Linked DNA regions of Macaca mulatta: region 2 is linked to region 1. Evidence: chromatin contacts called from public Hi-C data. All regions are on one chromosome and are shown on one strand. Each heading gives the region's core, a stretch centred on a gene start, on an enhancer-like site or on the middle of the called end of the contact. The rest is flanking DNA. Distances are from core to core; before and after follow the strand shown.

Region 1 (5,080 bases), core at 747-3,246:
TTAGTGCTGTAGCTGTTAGTCATTGCAAACCAGTGTGTGTGTCCCAAGCAGGTAAGGTATAAGTCCTACAAGTGAAAACTCTGAGAATCTTAAGTGCTAATGGGAAGGAACAAGGAAAAAGAATCAGAGCCAAGTTGGCACCAAAAGTTCCATCTGAGAAAAGCAACAACACAGAGCAGTGAATGTAGGCCATGGTAAAGACTGCAAAGACCAAGAACTCCAAGAAGGAGCTAAAAGATGATGCAGCAATTCCGCTTCTGGGTAAATACCAAAAAAATACAAGCAGGGTCTTAAAGAGATATTTGTACATCCATGTTCATAGCAGTGTCATTCACAATGGCTGAAATGTGGAAGCAACCCAGGTGTCCACTAACAGATGAACAGATAAGCAAAATGTGCTAAATACATACAATGGATTATTCAGCCTTAGAAAGGGAAGAAATTCTGATACATGCAACAAGATGCATGAGCCTTGAGGACATTACACTACATGAAATAAGCCAGACACACAAAAACTATAGGATTCTATTTATCTAAGGTCGCCAGAAAAGTAAAAATCACAGAGACAAATTAGAATGGTGGTTGCCATGTGCTGGGGTAGAAGGGAATGGGGAGTTGGTGTTTGATAAAAGTTTGATAAACAGGAGTTCTGGAGACGAGTGACAGTGATGGCTGCACAACACTATCCATCTATTTCGTATCACTGCACTCACCACACGCTTAAAGACAGTGAAGATAAATTTTGTGTGCCATTTTACCACAATTAAAACTTTTTTTAAAAAGAACTCAAAGGAGCAGAAAGTTTCAACAAAATAACAAACTTTTTTTTTTTTTTTATATCCAGCAAGTCCTTGACAAAGAACTCTCATCAAGAACCAGCTGCACTGAAGCAGGGAAAACAGAATCCAAACGGCAGATTCCATCAGACTTTGAGACAAGATGACCATAGATACCGATCACGTAGGGTCCTTCTTCTTTCGTGCCTGAGTCACCCCACTCCCTCCCACGAATGGTCTGGAAATGTCTGTGTTACTTCTAACACGTTCCAGCAATTAAAGCGCCCCCAGAAACAAGTAAAAACCTGTAAGCCCTACAGATCCCATGTTTCCTTTCAATCTTCAGTGTGGAATCCTTTTGTACCACTAGTGTCCGACTAAAAAGTGTTAAACCTGGCTTTTAGTTCTAGCTGGTTGTGATATAACCTCTTGGTACCTCAGTGACTTCACCCATTAAAAACAAACAAACAAAAAGCATATCAGTATCTCTCATACTGAATTGTTGGGAAGCCCCGCTAGAAAATCAAAATATGGCCCTCAAGATGCGGCACCCAGGCTCCCAGAGTCAGAATCACTGGGTGGGAGGTGTTGGTCTAAAATATAAATTTCGAGGCCTCAGTCTACTAATTCAGAACATCTTGGTATGAAGCTTGGAAACCTGCACTATTTCACAGTCCCCTTAAAAGAGAATGTTGGATGGTTCCTCAAAGGCACAGTCCACGGCCAGATTCCACTATAGGAGACCAAGCCCGGACCGCAGACCCCGGGCCCTCCCCGCCCCGCCCCGCCCCGCCCCGCCCCGCCCCGCCCCGCCCCGCCCCGCCCCGCCCCTGACCCCAGCCTTCTCAGACCCCGGGCACTCGGCCACCCTGCCCTGCCCTGCCCCTACCCTCCGGCCTCCTTGACCCTCCCCTGATTCCTCCCCCGACCCCAGGCCCACTCCGACTCGAACCCCCACCCAGTTCTCTCCGCCCGACCGCCACGGCCGATCAGCCTGTGCCGCTCACCTGGATCTCTGGAAAAAGCTGAAGGAAGACACATCATACGCGGCTTTGAGCAGCACCACCTTGGCCTCGCCTTTGTAGAGGACGCTGAGGCTGTACAGTTTCATGGCTCCGCGCCCTCAGGCCGCCCGCCTGCCCAGCCGCGGGACCCGCTCTCAGGGAGCAGCGCGGCCGCCGCCCCTCGAGACCGCCGCCGCCTACCAGTCTCTCAGCAGCCCGCTGCTGACGGGGCCACCGCCGGCTTCCTCCTCCCGGCTCTCAACCCACTTCCGGATCCGGTCAGCCTGGTTGTGGGTTCTCATACCCCGGATGCAGAAATGTGCGGACGGAAGTTCAATGCCACGAGGGGCGGGGCTCCACGCCTCGCGTGAGCCTGGTCCCTCCCTGCTCGCCAGGTAAAGTCGGGCGCTCAGCGGGACAGTGTACTGTCCTGTGCTGGGTGGTGCTGGGCCTCCCAGAGCGGCCTGAACCCTTCTTTTTGCTTGCGTTGTTGAAGGAAGGCAAGTCTACGGATAGGAATGAGTGAGGCACAGTTCCCTGAGGATGCCATAACTTACCCGTTTCTTGTGTATTAAGTGACATCACGTGTTACCAAACTAAACCGGCTGCATTTGCCTGCGCACAACGTAAAACCAAACACCCAAGCATTGGATTTTTGTAGCAAGAAAGATGTATTGCCAAGCAGCCTTGCAAGGAGACAGAAGATGGGCTGAAGTCTGGCTCCCAATACTTGCTTCACAGCAGTAGATTTAAGGGAGAGATTTTGGAATTGGAGTTTCGGGCTGGACAGTGATTGGCTGAAACGAAGAAACGTTTAGAAAATCTCTTGGCCATGAGCTGTTGCTTCTTCATGCTGCTTCAAGGATCACATGCAGATTCAGGAGTTGGTTTAAAACAAGCTCTGGAAATCCGGGCTGTGACATCAAAGGGCCGCTCCTCGGGCTAGTAAGTCTATTTTGCACAGGCTCCAGTCAGCCATATTGGTTCCAACCTGTTTCAGGAAGTTGTATAAGCAGAGGGGATTATAGCAAACTGTTTCCTTATCGGCTGTCCTCTAGACAAGCTCAAGATTTCTGTTAGTTACTAGTTTCTTTAACCTTGTTGGGCACAGTTTCACATGTAATCAGAAAGGAACTTGGTCTTTGGAAGTTGTCAGTAAGGTCACAAAATTGTGATGCTAGAAGCAGCCGCATCTGAGATTATAGGAAAGAGATGATGTATTGGAAAAACAACAGCATCACTTTAAACATTACTCTAAATCAAGGTTTCTCAACCTTGGCACTATTGACATTTTGGGTTGGATAGTTCTTTGTTGTTGGGAGACTGCCTTGTGCATTGTGTACTCACTAAATGTCAGTACCAACCTACCCCCTCCCCACTGCACAATCAAAAATGTCAACATGTCCCTTGGGAGAAGTAGTTTTGAGAAACATTCCTTTGCATATATATATATATGTTTGTTTTGTTTTGAGACAGAGTCTTGCTCTGTTGCCCAGGCAGAAGTGCAATGGTGTGATCCCGCTCACTGCAACCTCTGCCTCCCAGGTTCAAGCGATTCTCATGCCTCAGCCTCCTGAGTAGCTGGGATTACAGGAATGCACCCCTACACTCGGCTAATTTTTGTATTTTTAATAGAGATGGGATTTCACTATGTTGGCCAGGCTGGTCTTGAACTCCTGGCCTCATGTGATCCACCCACCTTGGCCTCCCAAAGTGCTGGGATTACAAGCGTGAGCCACCGCGCCCAGCTGAGAAACATTGCTTTAAATAATCTGTGGTGAAAGGAAGTTCCCACCACCTGCCCACTCACTTAGTACCTCTCTCACCAACCCTCTTCCCTGGGTATTTCCAAGTACAGAGGGTGGAAAGGGCTTTTCCACATTTCCCCTGTTTTGGTGGTAAACATTAGGAGCAGCCATTGGCGGTGGTTAGGCTCAGCCACCCACAGATATGGACACAGTAGTCTGACAAGCTGGGTTGCTGGGGGTTATCAGTCCAGGCTCATCTGCCTGCACTGACACCATTTCCCTATAGGAGGCAGGTGAGAGCCATTTCTGAGGAAAATCTCTGGAGACTCTCTTCCTTCCACTGAAAGTTGTGCAAAAAGATCAGGAAGACAGTGCTTGGATGGAATAAATTTCAGTGTATTCACTTGACACATTATAGTGTCTGTCCCGAAGTTTACATTACACCAAGTACTTTCCATGTGCCACATCATTTAATCCTCACAAAAACCAGGGGAAGATATTATTGCCTCCCTACAGACATAGAAACTGAGATTCCGTGTAAGGAGATTGTTAGTAAGGGACAAAGTTGGGGTTCAGATGTCAACAGTGAAATGCTTAACAAACTGTCATGCAGCCCGGCTCCACTCCCAGCAACTCTTCCTGCTCCTCTCTGACCTCACTCAGCCTCTACTGTTCCAGAAAGTCTCATTCATAGTCATGTGTTTGCAGACTTCCCAAGTTCACTGTGTTACCAAAAAGCAAGACCTGCCTTCTGCTCCATCACCCCGGCTGTCACCCAACTTGGATTCAATCCCAGCACTGACACATCACAAAATCACAAAAGTGAGCAAACCATTACCTCCCTGAGTCTCCTTTTATCTATAAAACTAGAAAAATATACTTTCCATAGGAATGTTGTTGAGAATAATAAAACATTATGTTACAAGTTCTAGTCATTGCTGATGTTTAGCAGGTAACAGTGATAATTATTTGTCTTCTCATTAATGAAAAATAGATTATTAATCATAGTGGGTTGAAGGCATCTATGGGAAGTAGAGATTTGAAGATAGGCTAAAACCCAAGTAAGGCCTCTAGATTAGATAATAGTATTGTATCTATTTTAATTTCCTGCTTTCAATCACTGTGCCATGGTTATATAAGAGAAGTCTTTGTTTATAGGAAATATACACAAGAATTTAGAAGTAAAGGGACATTGTGTCTGCAACTTATTCTTACAGGGTGTGTGTGAGAGAGAGAGAGAGAGAGAGAGAGAGAGAGAGAGAGAGAGAGAAAGAAAGCAAATACAGGAATCAGGATGAAGGGTATCTGGGAATTTCTTGTATTGTTCTTGCAACTGTTCTGCAAGTACAGCATTGTGGGAATGGAAAATGCAGGGACTGGGCACTAAGGCTATGAATGAAGCCTGCATAGGAGTGTGGGTAGCAGAGTTCTCTAGTCCAGGCTCCCCTCTTGGGTGCTGGGACCTAGAAGAAAAGCCTCTCTACAGACAGAGTTGGAGTTAACACTGTCCAAGATAAATGGCCCAGGCCCTGTAAGTTTGCCCCACTGAGCA
Region 2 (4,538 bases), core at 638-3,137, 120 kb after region 1:
GTTTTAAGTACTCAGGTCTGACAGACTTAAAAACTGCCTCTGCCTTCTCAGGAGAGAACAAGGGCCCCAAGGGGAGCCCAGGTGCCCTGGCCAGACAGAGGACATTAAAAGGAATGGAAATGGTTTTAGACAGCTGGAGGGATCTGCTCAGGGGACATTTGGGCAGAGCCTCTTCCTTGAGGAGGGCAGGAGCCAGATCCACAGATGAAGACCCTTAGAGCCTGCCCATCCCTGCTGGCACAAGGGGAGGATGGGGAGAGAGGGACCACATGCAGGCCTCCTGGCTTCTGTGTGTGGGTCCTGAGGCCCAGGAAGCTCTACAGCCCTGAAGAGGTAGATGAATTAGGAGGCTGGGAGTTGGTGTAGGAGGTCAAGAGGATGCTTGGGCTGAGCCACCTCCCCCGCTGCCCTCAGCCCTGTGCTCTGAGTGCAGAGATGGGGAAGAGCCAGCACACTAAAGATGTCAGAGAGGGGCCAGAGAAAAAGGATAGGTGCTCAGGGAGTCTGGGGCTCAAGACAAGACGATGGGGTAGTGATGAGGAGAGGCATGAGAAAGCGGGTTGCATCCGATCTGGCGTGTCCCATCAGTTAGGTTGAGCAGTGCCACACCACTGTAACAGAGATTACAAATCGAGTATATCTAAATGATATAGACAGAAGACTTTATATTATCAAGACATCAGTTTTCCCCAGCTTGATCTATAGATTCAATGCAATCCCAATCTTGGGAAAGGAATTGCTGGATCAATGTGTATTATTTTGTTTTCATTTTGTTGGATATGGTTGCCACATTGGCTTCCAGAGTCTCTCCTACAGATTGTCAATTCCCTTGCACCTTCAACATGTGTGGTCAATTTTTTTGAATGTTTGATAAACCCACAACTGAAGATATTCTCATTTAGGTATTCTGTAACAACTGGACAGGTTGGGCACTCAGGTCATAAATTTATTGACCAGGATTTCTTCTGAGAATCATCTACGTGAGTTTCTTTGCTAATTTTTCTATTAAATTACTGCCTTTTTATCTATGGACAATTTAATAAGTTTATTATGATGAGATAATCTTAATTCCAAAATATCTCACATTTTATCCGTTTATCTTTTGACTTTAATTTTTGATCAGATTTAAATCTGTCTGTTGTCCAATTTATCATTCTTTTCCTTTAATGTTTCCAAAGTTTACTGTGATATTTAGATCATAAAAACATTCACCGACTTTTTTCCGGTATGTTTTTGGTTTCCTTTTTAGATGGAAATGTTTGACCCATCTGGAATTTATTTTGTTGTTAAGGAATGAGGAAGGGCACCAACTTCTATTTTTCCAAATGGCCCGCCAGTTGTCCTAAAGCCATTCGACTGAAAAATCTCGCGTGTTTGAAGCGACCGCCACACCAGCGCATTGGAAACGCGCGTTGTCTGTCCCGCGCCCGCCGGCTTCCGTGTGACAGTCCCGAGCGCAGAAGGATCGGGCAAGGCCCACACGCGTCCACCCGGAGCCGCCGGCTCAACCCTCGGTTGAGGACGCAGCCCACCCCGCTCCGCCCGGGCCTAGGTCCCAGTCCACCCGTACGGGCCTAGGACGCCCCTTTGACCCCGCCTCCTCCACCTCCTCCAACACCCTCCCCGGCCCGCTCCAGCCCACCCTCTACTCCAGGAGGCCAGTGGGACCAAACTGCGCTTTCGGAGACATTAATTTAAATAAAAGGCGTGTCCTCTGCTGTTATTTGCATGGAGGCGGGTCTTCCGGAGCGGCCGAGACACCCAGTCCTGTAGGAGCCCGGACCCTCCCCAGCGCTCCGACTGGCCCCGGTCGCGAGTCTCACGGAGAGGCCTTATTTGGATAGGGCGGGGCCACGTCCTCTTCTAGCCGGCGGCTGCCCGCCCGCCGCTTCCGTCAGCCTCACTGCGGATTCCTTCCGTCTCGCTCCGCGTTGCTGGAGGCTGTGGTCCCAATGCTCCCCAAACGGCGGCGAGCGCGGGTCAGGTCCCCTACCGGCGATGCAGCTTCCTCCACGCCGCCCTCGACGCGCTTCCCCGGCGTCGCCATCTACCTGGTCGAGCCTCGCATGGGTCGCAGCCGCCGGGCCTTCCTCACACGCCTGGCGCGCTCCAAAGGCTTCCGTGTCCTCGACGCCTGCAGGTGCGGGGCGGCGCGGTCTTCCGTGGCACCTGTAGTTTTGGATTCTAAGTTTGCTGTGGCACTTCGTGACCTTTCCCTGAGCTTCCATCTCCTCTTCTGTAAAGGGTGCTATTAATTAGGGCCAGGCGTGTTTTAAAGGATCACTGCGAGAATCAAAACCAGAGGTCAGGGGTAATTAATAGGCAGTCGTATTTGCTAACAGCCCTTCCGCCTGGGCTGTGTCCCACCTGTGAGCGAGACTGACTGCTCAGGAGGCCCGGAGCCCGCATGCTCCTCTGTCCTCAGACCTGAGTAAATAACACGACTGAGACGCTCCTGTAGGAAGGGAACCAAGAGGAGGAAAAATGGCGGCTACAGAGACAACACCCAGAGTAAGGGAGCTGGGGGTGCCCCCTAGTTTGGAGGTTGAGAGAGCAAACGAACCTGGGTCTAGTATACCCCTACAGTTGTGTGTGTGTGGTTTTGTTTGTTTGTTTTGTTTTGTTTTGTTTTTAACATTATCAGGGATCAGTAGTGTGCCAGACCCACTCAGGAGAGGATAATGATAGCAGCTTAGAGTGTACCAGGCACTATCTTTGTACAACCACCCCACAGGGTAGATATGTTATCTTTGCTTTAGGGAAGAGGAAATCAAAGTATAGACACCTGGCTTGCCCAAGAGCTAAACAAGTATGTGGCAGGCAGAGCTGGGGTTCAGACCCAAACAGGCTCCTGCATCTCAGCTAAAACCCCTGTTCTTAGATGAAGACCACCTGGTCCTGACCCCTAAGGAATTCCTTTCTCTGAGGTGGAGAGGGAGGGAGAGAGCACCAGACTGGACTGTGCTTGTGAACATAGCCAGGGCAGAGAACTGCAGTTCTGAGGGCTGAGTGGTGGTGGTGTTCATCTACCAGGAGGAGGGGCCGGGAAGGCTTTCTGGAGGAGGTGATGTTTGCAGGATGAATGGTCACTCACCATGCAGAAGAGACGGCAAGAATGAAGGCTTGGAGCCAACCAGGGAGGGTTCTGGGCCTCACCCTTCTCCTTCTCTCCCAAATCCCTCTGCCAGCTCTGAAGCGACACATGTTGTGATGGAACAGACCTCAGCAGAGGAGGCCGTCAGCTGGCAGGAGCGCAGGATGACAGCTGCTCCCCCGGGTTGCACCCCCCCAGCTCTGCTGGACATAAGCTGGTTAACAGAGAGCCTGGCAGCTGGGCAGCCTGTACCTGTGGAGTGCCGGCACCGCCTGGAGGTGAGCTGGGTGGAAAACTAGAGTTGGGGCTACAGTGAAAGCCCCAGTGTAGGCCATTGCTCAGCTGGGAGAGGTGACATGGCAGCAATGCCTCAATGTCCTTCAGAGGAGGTGGGCAGTGAGGACTCTACCCAGATCACCAGGGGCCCCCTAAAAGCCAGTAGAGGAACTACAGCAGGGCCTGAGGGGGCCAGGCCATCTCAGCTTCTGTTCTCACCACTGGTGCAAATTCTGGGGTCCGCTTATTTTTACCTTCTTCAGGCCTTTCTTCCTCACCAAGTATATGACACAGCAACTCCGAGCGGGATGACCTATGGATCAGCAGGAGCCTGTCCTCAGGATGCTATAAGGCTCCTGGCTTCTGACAGGTGTGGGCTTGGGGCCAGGTTGCCTGCATTCAAATCTTGGCCCAGCCTGTGAGCCATGGTCGTGGGGCGAGCCCCTAGCCCCCGAGGCCTCAGCATCCCCAGCCCGCTTGGTTGTGAGGATTGGGGTGATGGAGCACATGCGTCATGTGCAGCAGCAGCAGCAGAAGTGCCCACAGGGCTGGCAGATGGGATTGCTGCTACCCTGGCATGAGGAGCCCCGTCTGCAGCCTGTTCTGCAGGGTGATGTCTCCCTCAGTCCCATGCCTCTGGTGTTTTGTTGCTCACCTCTGTCCCATGAGCTCCAGAGGGCCTCAGTTGGACACTCCAGGAGAAACAAAGCCTGGGTATGGCCTGGCTCTCTTGCCAGCCCTACAACCTCACGGTGACCTGTTCATTGCCCATCCCCAGGTGACTGGGCCCAGGAAGGGGCCTCTGAGCCCAGCATGGATGCCTACCTATGCCTGCCAGCGCCCCACGCCCCTCATACACCACAACACTAGCCTCTCGGTAAGCCGCTTCCATGAGCCTTGGCCAGCCTTGGGGGTTGGGGACAAGGGTACAGATGGGTGGTAGCTGGTGGGTTGGAGCTGCCCACCCTGCCCCTTACCTAGGGCCCCTCCCTGCAGGAGGCTCTGGAGACACTGGCCGAGGCAGCAGGCTTTGAAGGCAGTGAGGGCCGCCTCCTCACCTTCTGCAGAGCAGCCTCGGTGCTCAAGGCCCTTCCCAGCCCTGTCACAACCCTGAGCCAGCTGCAGGGGCTGCCCCACCTTGGAGAACACTCCTCTAGGGTTGTCCAGG

The links. A called contact is a pair of places that touch in the nucleus more often than the background predicts.
Region 2: a contact with region 1 is called in a Hi-C map of CD4 T cells, with 5 times the contacts expected there. The contact joins the promoter of POLM here to the promoter of YKT6 in region 1. A contact is called at or near these places in 4 of 14 Hi-C or Micro-C datasets (CD4 T cells, blood, fibroblasts and 1 more).

The regions. Positions count from the first base shown.
Region 1 is chr3:84,235,814-84,240,893 of T2T-MMU8v2.0, forward strand. It overlaps YKT6 (YKT6 v-SNARE homolog), which reads right to left and starts at 1,997. Exons shown (of 7, transcript NM_001266540.1): 1 at 1,784-1,997. The coding sequence starts at 1,887. LOC114676925 (a long non-coding RNA gene) reads left to right here and starts at 2,108. Exons shown (of 3, transcript XR_003728137.2): 1 at 2,108-2,725; 2 at 4,237-4,350.
Region 2 is chr3:84,354,987-84,359,524 of T2T-MMU8v2.0, forward strand. POLM (DNA polymerase mu) reads left to right here and starts at 1,888. Exons shown (of 10, transcript XM_077996897.1): 1 at 1,888-2,140; 2 at 3,189-3,372; 3 at 4,149-4,247; 4 at 4,367-4,537. The coding sequence starts at 1,953.